Regions from separate parts of the Mus musculus genome. Here region 1 is linked to region 2. Evidence: chromatin contacts called from public promoter capture Hi-C data. All regions are on one chromosome and are shown on one strand. The core of a region is the stretch at or near the end of the contact, and the rest is flanking DNA. Distances in the headings are between cores, read along the strand shown. Region 1 has its middle 26 kb from the start of Gm25222. Region 2 holds the start of Slc33a1 (solute carrier family 33 (acetyl-CoA transporter), member 1).

Evidence for each region. Promoter capture Hi-C pulls out the DNA fragments that hold promoters and counts their contacts.
Region 1: a contact with region 2 is called in a promoter capture Hi-C map of stem cell-derived epiblast-like cells, with 5 times the contacts expected there. The contact joins the enhancer-like site here to the promoter of Slc33a1 in region 2. A contact is called at or near these places in 11 of 39 promoter capture datasets (the 3T3-L1 cell line, 3T3-L1-derived adipocytes, the C10 cell line and 6 more), 5 of 115 datasets of contacts at active chromatin or transcription factors (embryonic stem cells, forebrain, large pre-B cells and 1 more) and 1 of 9 other capture datasets (embryonic stem cells).

What each region holds. Positions count from the first base shown.
Region 1 is chr3:64,866,163-64,870,995 of GRCm38.p6, reverse strand. No RefSeq gene overlaps it. Among named protein-coding and RNA genes, the nearest start is that of Gm25222, 26 kb to the left of the region's middle. Within about 2 kb of position 3,360, at least 2 of the 459 cell types and tissues checked have an H3K27ac peak or open chromatin away from gene starts, as enhancers often do.
Region 2 is chr3:63,961,334-63,966,221 of GRCm38.p6, reverse strand. Slc33a1 (solute carrier family 33 (acetyl-CoA transporter), member 1) reads left to right here and starts at 1,489. Exons shown (of 6, transcript NM_015728.5): 1 at 1,489-2,806. The coding sequence starts at 2,032. It also overlaps a transcript of Gmps not described here.

The DNA.
Region 1 (4,833 bases), core at 2,111-4,610, 900 kb before region 2:
AAATGAGGACTCTGAAAGGCAACACCCAATTTACTTTGGAAATGAGAAAACCAGTTACTGTGCGGGAATGGTAGTCTACGTTCAGATAGGTAATTCTGTTTGGACAGGATAAAAGAATATGTGTTTGAAGGAACCTGCAGTATCGAATCACCAAGTCAAGACCGTTGAGAAGCCAGAACTCAGGTCAGTAAGCTTAGACTGTGAATTACTATTTGTGGGACCCTGTGCAGGTTCTGCAGGTTCTTAAAGGAGAAAGATGATGGTGATACATTCAATAGCACTTTTGACATTATTCCTAGGTTAAAGGTAGAAAGTTTGAATTATAGTTGATGGTGGGTGTTGGAGAAACTCTTAGGCTCTGTACTGGAACTCCAAATAGCTAAAGTCCAATGGTAAAAGTGAACTGGAAATATACCGTGCAGTGAATCATGGAGTGAAGCCTGGTATAGCTGCCTTGAGAGGTATGTGTTGTAGGTCTTTCAAGTCAGAGTCCGTGGCTTAACTTCTAGAGTACCCTGTGCCTTCCAAAGAAACTGAGGAACTTCTTCGGGTAGTGAAATATTTTGGCCATTTTGTGTTTCCCTTAGAAGTCAAGGACTCAGGGAATTTTGACAGGACAATTGGTCTTAGACATAAATCTTGTAAAGTTTGCAAACCTTATAGTATCCTGGCAACTGCAACTGTATTGATCCTGGCATTTACCACCATATTCTGTTTCTGCTAAGGGTATAAAAACTCTGATTGCTTTTAATAAAATTGTCACAGCCTCAGCCTTGCTGTGGCCCCTTCAACCCAAGCCTGTTTTAATTTCTTGCCAGCTATATCAGGCATGCTGGGTCTGGTAAGTAAGCATGGATGTTTACAATTACTGAGCCTTTAAAGAATTATAGCCAAGCATCAAATTGTCTGAAGCCCTGAAGTCAATTATCATCATCTACTGATTGCCTCCCCACTAAGCTCAGAAACATTCTGGGTCTGAATGGCTTCAGTAGTGCATTTTACCAAACAGTATGGGAAAAATCAACACTCATTCTGTGAAAACCTTCAAGACAAAAAATATCACTCCATTTTAATTTATGAGATAACATACGCTTGATTATAATGCACCAAGAGATACTAAGAACACCATGAGAAGAGGATGTTGCTGGGCACTTTTACCCAAGAATGCAGATGTCAAATACAAAGCATTATATTAGCAGGTAAGTCCAATAAGCCATGAAAAATGTAATATCTTATAATGTAAGATATGTAATATCATAGCTTAGTCAAATTGCATCAGGTGTGTAGAGATGGTGTAATATTTGATAATACAGACCAACAGAATTCACCCATGATCAGTCCAGTGTAGCAAAAGTATTTGTTTACAGTTACATTCACACATGCTGGCAAACTCTTACCAAATGAGAAATAGAAGGGAACTGCTCTAATCTGATATTGAGTAGGAAATCCAAGAGTAGACCTGTTGAAAGAGTCCATTTTGGACTTAGGAAAAGGAAAAGGAACAGGAAAAGGAAAAGGAAAAGGAAAAGGAAAAGGAAAAGGGGAAGGGGAAGGGGAAGGGGAAGGGGAAGGGAAAGGGAAAGGGAAAGGGAAAGGGAAAGGGAAAGGAAAAGGAAAAGGAAAAGGAAAAGGAAAAAAGGATGGCTTTTGGTATTGCTTAACCTGTATAACAAAATAAAAGGTCTTTGGATGGCAAATGAGCAAACGAATGACAACTGTGAGTCCATAGTCTCTCTTAGATAAGAACAGACTGAATCAATTGTGTTTGAAATCCCCATTGTACAATGGGATGCAAACAGAGCGTGGTTTTGAAAAGAACATTTTCTTAAGGATTTATTCGTTTCTTCACCATACACTTGTCTGCCTAGAGTAGCTGTTGAATCTTCCTAAAGAGACAGCAATGATTATAGCAAAGGCATTTTAATCCTGGTTGAAGAAACTGGCAATAACCAACCAACCAGATAAAGACAGTTCTTATAGGCATGTACTGTATAGTGTCCTTTTGGCAAATCATGGATTGCATGCCATGGTGGTCCTATAAGACTAGGTTATCCCATGCCAAGGTAGCCATATGCAATATTAGGTGGCAAAAAAACACCAAGTGGCACATTTATTAGAAATTAATCTGGTTATTAACCGGCTCCTGTCTACAATTTCAAATGATAAGGTGAGTGGGGTAGTAGAGCGTTGCAGTGAAGGGTGAATGAAAAATCCCCTCTGAAGAGGTGGATATGGATGGTGGCTGGAATGACCAAGAAGTGTTCACATCATTTTCTTCTAAGCTAATTGATTTGCTTATTATAAGAAGAGTAAACTTAGTCCTTAAGAACAGAATGCTTGCTTAGTCACAGGGTATTTATTTTTTTAGAGACTACAAATATGATCCAGATGTTCCTGGACATCTGAAAATAATAGCAACTGAGAGCTTAATTTGTGTGTCAGTAATTGCTAACTGCCCTTGGTCTCCTTGATCATCACAACAAAAAGTCATGTGACTTTTTGGAAAAGGTAAATGCTGTTGAGGCTACTTTTCTCAAAAGAAACCGCTGTCCAGTCTGAGGCAGGTGTCTCCTATTATGTTGGAATAATCGTCCCAGATCCCAGATAGGCCTTTTTCCTTCCTTCGTTGTGCTAGGAAATGCATAAAATCCTTCTGCTTTGGCTGGTTTCTCTTTTCACATTTTATAACACTATGCCCAGGGGGAGATACTCGGCAAAGATGAATAGTAAAGCTTTTTTTTTTTAGTTTTTTTTAAAAGAATTATTTATTTATTTTATGTATATGAGTACACTGTAGCTGTCTTCAGACATACCAGAATAGGGCATCAGTTACAGTTACAGATAGTTGTGAGCCACCATGTGGTTGCTGGGAATTGAGCTTAGGACCTCTGAAAGAGCAGTCAGTGCTCTTAACCACTGAGCCATCTCTCCAGCCTCCCTCCCCCCTTTTTAAGTGAAGGGAATTCTTTTAAGCATTTTAAAGTAGCTCAATTTGCTCCTAAAACTCTCTATTTTTCTTTTGAGTTCCACTAAATTTTCAGGGTTGGGGAATCTGAGAATGTGAATTTACCAAATGAAATCATGGTTACTGTCTGACCTAGATACATTGTCCATATTTTACAGAGGAAGAAACCAGCTCTGAGAAGTCGAGGCTTAGGAACACACACGGGGCTCTTCCAAAGAGAAGGACAGAGGTAATTTTCCATCTAGTACTCAAATGCCAGAGGCTGGACCACAGCCCTTCTCAGCTGTTATCAGCAGTGATCCCATTCTTTATTCATTACGAAATGGGAGTTCTACCTTTGTTCCCCCAGATTCAGTCCTCCAGTCTTATCCCCAGGTCTGCAGATGAACCCGTGGCAGTATTCTAGGCTGCCCCTCCTCCCATCTCCTCTAGATCCCACTGATCTTTCCCTTCTAACACCCCCTCCCAACACAGCTCTTGCTTTTTCCCAGCCCCTAAACATGGCAGCCAAGGCAACAAGTAGGCTGAAGGAGGACACACACATTTTATAGCTCCCCCAAATTTAACACCTGAGTGTGCCCCAGTTATGTAGCAAAAACCTGCTATGGTCTCCTTTTACTATCTGACTCCATCCCCAATCCACAAGATGGATAGCCTGCTGTGGTAGTTAGGCTCTAATGGATATATATTGCCTGTTACTATGTTTTTATGCTAGTGCCTAGGGAACTGAAATTGGGATGATTATAGGTCTTGGTGGTGATTTCTTCCCCACCCCCATATCTCAGTTTTGAACACCAGCAGGCAGTCTCTGTGAACACACAGCTGAGTAGGTCAGGGAAACAGGTGAGACAGTTAAGCCAAGTAAAGACCTTCTGTTCTATGTGCAGAATCCATAAAGTCACACCAAGCAACAGGTCTCGTGTGGAAGGTTTCTTAAGGGAGGGGTGAAGGGATACAGAGGCCATCTCTGGGTGGAGGAGAGGAGGGAGTAAGGAAGAAGAATGGGACTTATTATCGGGGGACATAGTGCATGCTCAAGAGAAGCATATGTCACAGGAGGCGATAGTGGGAATGTTCTCTCTCTCTCTCTCTCTCTCTCTCTCTCTCTCTCTCTCTCTCTCTCTCTCTCTCTCTCCAGATGCAAAAGCAAGAGATTTATTTCCCAGGGGGTGGGGGTCGACCTTCAGCTAGTCTCTCAATGTAAGAGACTAGAAGGCTACTCTAAATGGAAATTACACGCAATTTTTATACAATTTTTTAGGGGCACAGGTTACATTAGCAAGGTTACAGTTCAAACTTATTGGCTAATGTGTTGCCTCTTAACAGCTAGTGGTTATGTGTCCTATTGTATCTGACCCTCTAGGGCTGTCTGTGGAGGTGCCTGATTACTAATACCTTCACCATGCCCTCCTCCCCTTCAAATCTAACCGCCCAGTCTTATCCACAGTGCTGCGACAGAACATCAGCTGCAGTCTTCCTTCCTTCCTGCCTATATCTCCTGTGGTTCCCACAGACCTTTCCTTTCTAACCTTACTCTCCTGACTTGTTGCTCTGTCCCAGCCCCCAACCCAAGCAGATATCTCTTGCTAACCCAAGGACTACTCTTACCAAGACAACAAGAAGGCTGAGTTATAACTTATTGTATAAGAGACAGTCATACTAAGATCATGACTGGGAAATGAAGGTTTGATTTTCTAGAATTAAGAGTACTTATGATTCTGTAGTGAAGAAGGCTGGGAGAAGAGACTATTGGGTGGACTGGGAAAAGAGAGAGTATAGATGAGAGGCCAGCATGCTATACAATGAGCTCCATGAAAATATCAACTCTCCTTCCTAAACCGAAAGACTCTATGGAATGTTGGGAGCTG
Region 2 (4,888 bases), core at 240-2,739:
AAAAAAAAAAAAAAAAAAAAAAAAAAAAAAAAAAAAAAAAAGAAAAGAAAAGAAAAGAAAAGAAAATCAGAAACAAAAAGGAGAGATAGTCCATCCCTTAATCTCAGCGTTCAGGAGTAAGAGGCAGGTGGATCTCTGTAAGATCAAGTCCAGCCCGGTCTACAGAGTGAGTTTCATGCCAGTAAGGACCATACAGTAAGATCCTGTTGAAAAAAATAGAGACTTTTGGTCTCACATAGATAACACTATAAACTGTTTTCCACTCCAATTTTTGAGACAGAGACTTGCTATATATCCATGGATGGCCAGGAACTCGTTTTATAGACTAGTCTGGATTACAAGCATGCACCACCACAACCAACTCTGTTCCTCTCTTTAACAAAGATTAGAAGACTTCATGGTCACTGTGTTCTTTCATTGAAGTATATCAGACTAGGTGTGGTGGCTCATGTATAGAATCCTAGGACTCTAGAAGTTAAGGCAGGAGTATGGCCATAAGTTTGAGACCAGCCTGGGTACATATGCTAGCTTATGTAACCCAGGACTCAGTATCAATACAATGAAAATGAAAGACGAATAATAATAATAATAATAATAATAATAATAAGCAAAGTCTCACATTTCTATGACCATACAAGAGCTGGAGAGAAGGGGGAGGAGAGGAAAAGGAAGGACCCAGGGAGAAATGAGAAGAGAACATGGGAAATTAGCTAAGTGGTTAATAAGCTGTAGAAATCAGAAAAGTGGGAAGGCAGCAAATCCACAAGGGAATTTATGGTTTGTTTTTGTTTTTAATGAAGAAAGCATGTACTATTACACTTGAAATGGCATTTGAAAAACTGGCCAATTATGAATCCAATAAAATTCTTGGAAAACTTATTTCTTTGTTATCACTGAAATACTAAATCTAGTATCTCAACATTTCAAGCTCTAAGAGCTTCCAACGATTCACCAAAACTCGAAGAAGTGCGTCGTTATGCACTTAAAATGCATAACCATGGATGACATGAAAGGAGAAAGGTGGTTTCGAGACGTTTCCATTGGCAAAAAAATAAGATGCAGCAGACTGAAATTTACCTCCTTCACTCTGTGTATCTAGCGTTCCCCTACATTTCTTCCTTGACATTGGGGGAAATGGACAGCCTTATTCGTTCTGTGTATTAGGTAGGAGTGTTTCCATTTAGTCGGGCATAAAGGACCCACAACCTGACACCAAAGCTTAGTAACTGCAGGTTCACAAAGCAGCATTATTACCCAACTACAAGCCTGGAAGTTATGTACTGAATTAAATAAGTACAAACTCGCCTACAGACCTTGTGCAATGTTATCACCAAGGCCTAGGCCAATCCAGAAAACCCGCGCTCACGTGGCGACGAGGGCCCAATGGCCGAGGCACACGAGTTCCATGCAAGCGCATGCGCAAACGGAACCGGGTTTGTTAAGACGTTCCGTCCTGGACGCTCGGTACGCTGGCGTTATTCCTCCCTCGGGGTTAGAATCGAGGGAATTAATGGTTCCTAGCAAACGTTGCTCGCGGTCGCCGCCACCGGAACTTGTTCTGATTCGCTGGCTCCGTCGGGAGGCACGGAACCCATTTTGGCAGGGAACCACTTCCCGAAGCGCGAGGCAGGAAGTTATCCTTTACCTCTGGTGTCTACTGAGGAGGGTGCCCGCTGCAGTGTCAGCTGGTGGACGGGCAAGAGAGCGTTCGAGTCCCCGCTGCAGTTAAGAGCCAGACTCCGTCGCAGCGCCACGGCACGCTCCGCCAGCCTCAAGCCGGGTGCGGCTGCACGGGGAGCTCTTGCCGGCTCCCTGAAGTCGCTCCTGTGGGCAGCGACCCAGGCTTCGCCTGGGCCACCTGCCAGGGATCTGGCTCCCTGCTGCAAAACAGCGACCAGTCTCTCCGCGTCCGCCCTCCCGGCGTTGAACCACCGTGACCCGGGTCCAGAGAGACTGCCTTGGACCTGGGACTAGACTGATCAAAACGCCAGCCTCAGGCCCCCACACACCGGGCTCTGCGTCGTCTCTGATATGTCACCGACCATCTCCCACAAGGACAGCAGTCGGCAGCGGCGGTCAGGCATGTTTAGCCACGCTCTGGATATGAAGAGTGGCCCGCTGCCACCGGGCGGCTGGGATGACAGTCGCCGAGACTCGGTGGGCGGGGAGGGGGACCGGGAAGTTCTTCTAGGTGATGCCGGCCCTGGTGACTTACCTAAAGCCCCGCGGAGCTATAGATCCGAACTAAGTAGCATTTTGTTACTACTCTTTCTTTACGTGCTTCAGGGCATTCCCTTAGGCCTGGCGGGGAGCATCCCCCTCATTTTGCAAAGCAAAAATGTTAGCTATACAGATCAGGCTTTCTTCAGTTTTGTCTTCTGGCCATTCAGTCTTAAGTTGCTCTGGGCTCCCTTGGTTGATGCCGTCTACTTTAAGAACTTTGGTCGTCGCAAGTCCTGGCTTGTCCCTACTCAGTATACACTAGGAATCTTCATGATATATTTATCCACTCAAGTGGACCGTTTGCTCGGAAATATTGATGGCAGAACACCGGATGTAGTTGCTCTCACTGTGACATTCTTCTTGTTTGAATTCCTGGCTGCCACACAGGACATCGCTGTGGATGGTTGGGCATTAACTATGTTATCCCGGGAAAACGTGGGCTATGCTTCGACATGCAATTCTGTGGGCCAAACAGCTGGCTACTTTTTGGGCAATGTTTTATTTTTGGCTCTTGAATCTGCTGACTTTTGTAACAAATACTTGCGGTTTCAGCCTCAACCCAGGGGAATCGTTACCCTTTCAGGTAGTGTACTTAAAACTATTATACTGTTAGGTTTATTTTATGCTTATGAATGCTTTTGATGAAACATCAGATGGGAGCTCTCATTTGTTTGCATACATTTTTTACTTTTAATGATGCACAAGATATTTTACTTCATTTCCCTTTCAAATTAACACAATATTGGATTCCATTATGAGATTTTCATACTTTGCTCACAATCACTTCCATAACACAGCCTTGTTCTCTACATCTACCTCCTAGTCGTCTTCCTTTAAACAGTTCACACACACATTTTTCTTTTCCTTCCAGATTCTTTCTAGAAGAGAAACCATTTGATGTTTGTCCTTCTGCTTGCTTTTGAATTTTTTCTGAATTCTGTTTACAGGATTTTTAAAAGGCTCTATATATCCAGCTTGAGACACAGTCCTGCTTCACCCTCCCGAGTGCTAATATTACAAGCATGTGCCACTACAGCTGGCTTTTTAAATTTTACTGGGAACTTATATGATAGATACCTAAGTATGTTTTCTGTTTTATTAAAGTGTGCTTCTTTCAAGTATTCCTTATGTCAGCCTATTAACACAGTCATATTGATCAGTACTCTTTAGTGAATAGGAAAAAAGCAACCGATAGAATCACAAAATTTCTGAATTAAAGATCCATGGACATTTGCCTGACACAGAAGTATACATTTTAAAATGTGGGTCATATGGTTCACATTTTTTCTTTTGTGTTTTGGTGAATGTTTTCTTGCTTTTCAATCTTTTTCCACCTTTATTTCACAAGTAGTCCCCATTTACCCATCTACTGAATGGGAAGAGTATTTAATATAAGCATTCTGGAATTGGCTAAGTGGCAGGATTCTGAGGACCTACTGCAAATAAAGACTGTCTGTGCAAACTAGGAACAGTAGAGATGAACATTGCTGAGGCCCAGAATAGCCGGCCAGTGACCATGGTAGAGATAACAGTTGACTTTATTATTAGTTAAACCTTTATGTAAGCTGGTGTGATTTTTTTTTCTTTTTATTTATTTATTTTTGGTATAACTGGAATTTGAACTTTGTTCTCCAGAAGATTCTAAAATAGCTTACTTTAATTAATTTCTATCCATAGTTGACTTATGATTTAGTCTAAAACATTTTAAGTTAAAGAGTTTTTAATTTTAATGCTTACACATAACCACATTACTAGTTTTGAGGTTTCTGTAATTTGGTAATAACATAACTATATTCTGTGTATTCTGTTTCTGTTTGTGTGTTCCTGGTTCTGGGAAATGAACCTAGTACTTCTACATAAAAGGGAAGCCATCTTCTACTGTGCTAAGTCTCAATCCCATTATTAACCAGTGGGACTTTTTCCTTTTTTTCCTCTCTCAGTGCTAGGAATCTATTATTGACCTTTGTCTAGCCCCTAGTTTTCAACAAGAGTCTAGACTGGTCTTAGACTTCTATTCCCTAAGGACACATATAGTTAATTATGTACACCACCATGCCCAGTTTAACTACCTAGTGGTTCTGAGGAATTTAAAGAATGTGGAATCATAAGGAAATATCGTTGCCTAGGTAGTTAAAGAGAAGATAAAAACAGTATCTAGAAAATCTGTGTATTGGAAACCGTAACTTGAAACAAAGAAAACAGCCAAGGGTTTGAGGATGGTTCTGCTGATAAAAGGTCTTGTTGCTCTTGCAGACGTTTTAAGTTTGGTTCCCAGCACTCATATGGTGGCTTACATCCTTCTGTAACTACAGTTTTAGGGGATTTAGTACCCTCTTCTGGCCTCCACAGACACCAAGAATGCAGAGTGCATGTACTTACATTCAGGCAGAATACTAGTACACATGAACATAAACCTTTTAAAAACATTGTAATTCTGTAATTAATTATGGATACTACAGAAGGAATATACTGAGGAATGGTTTGGACATTTAAAAAGCAGTGCTCTATAGACAGCAAATTGAGAACAGGAAGATGGGATGAGATAAGATCTGGAGGAAACAACCTTGGTTATATTGACTGCTTTTTTATAGCTTCATAACAGTTCTGAACCTTTTCTCTCATTCCATTTGTTTTCCAAGAACCTCTAGAGGCAAAGACAGACCCT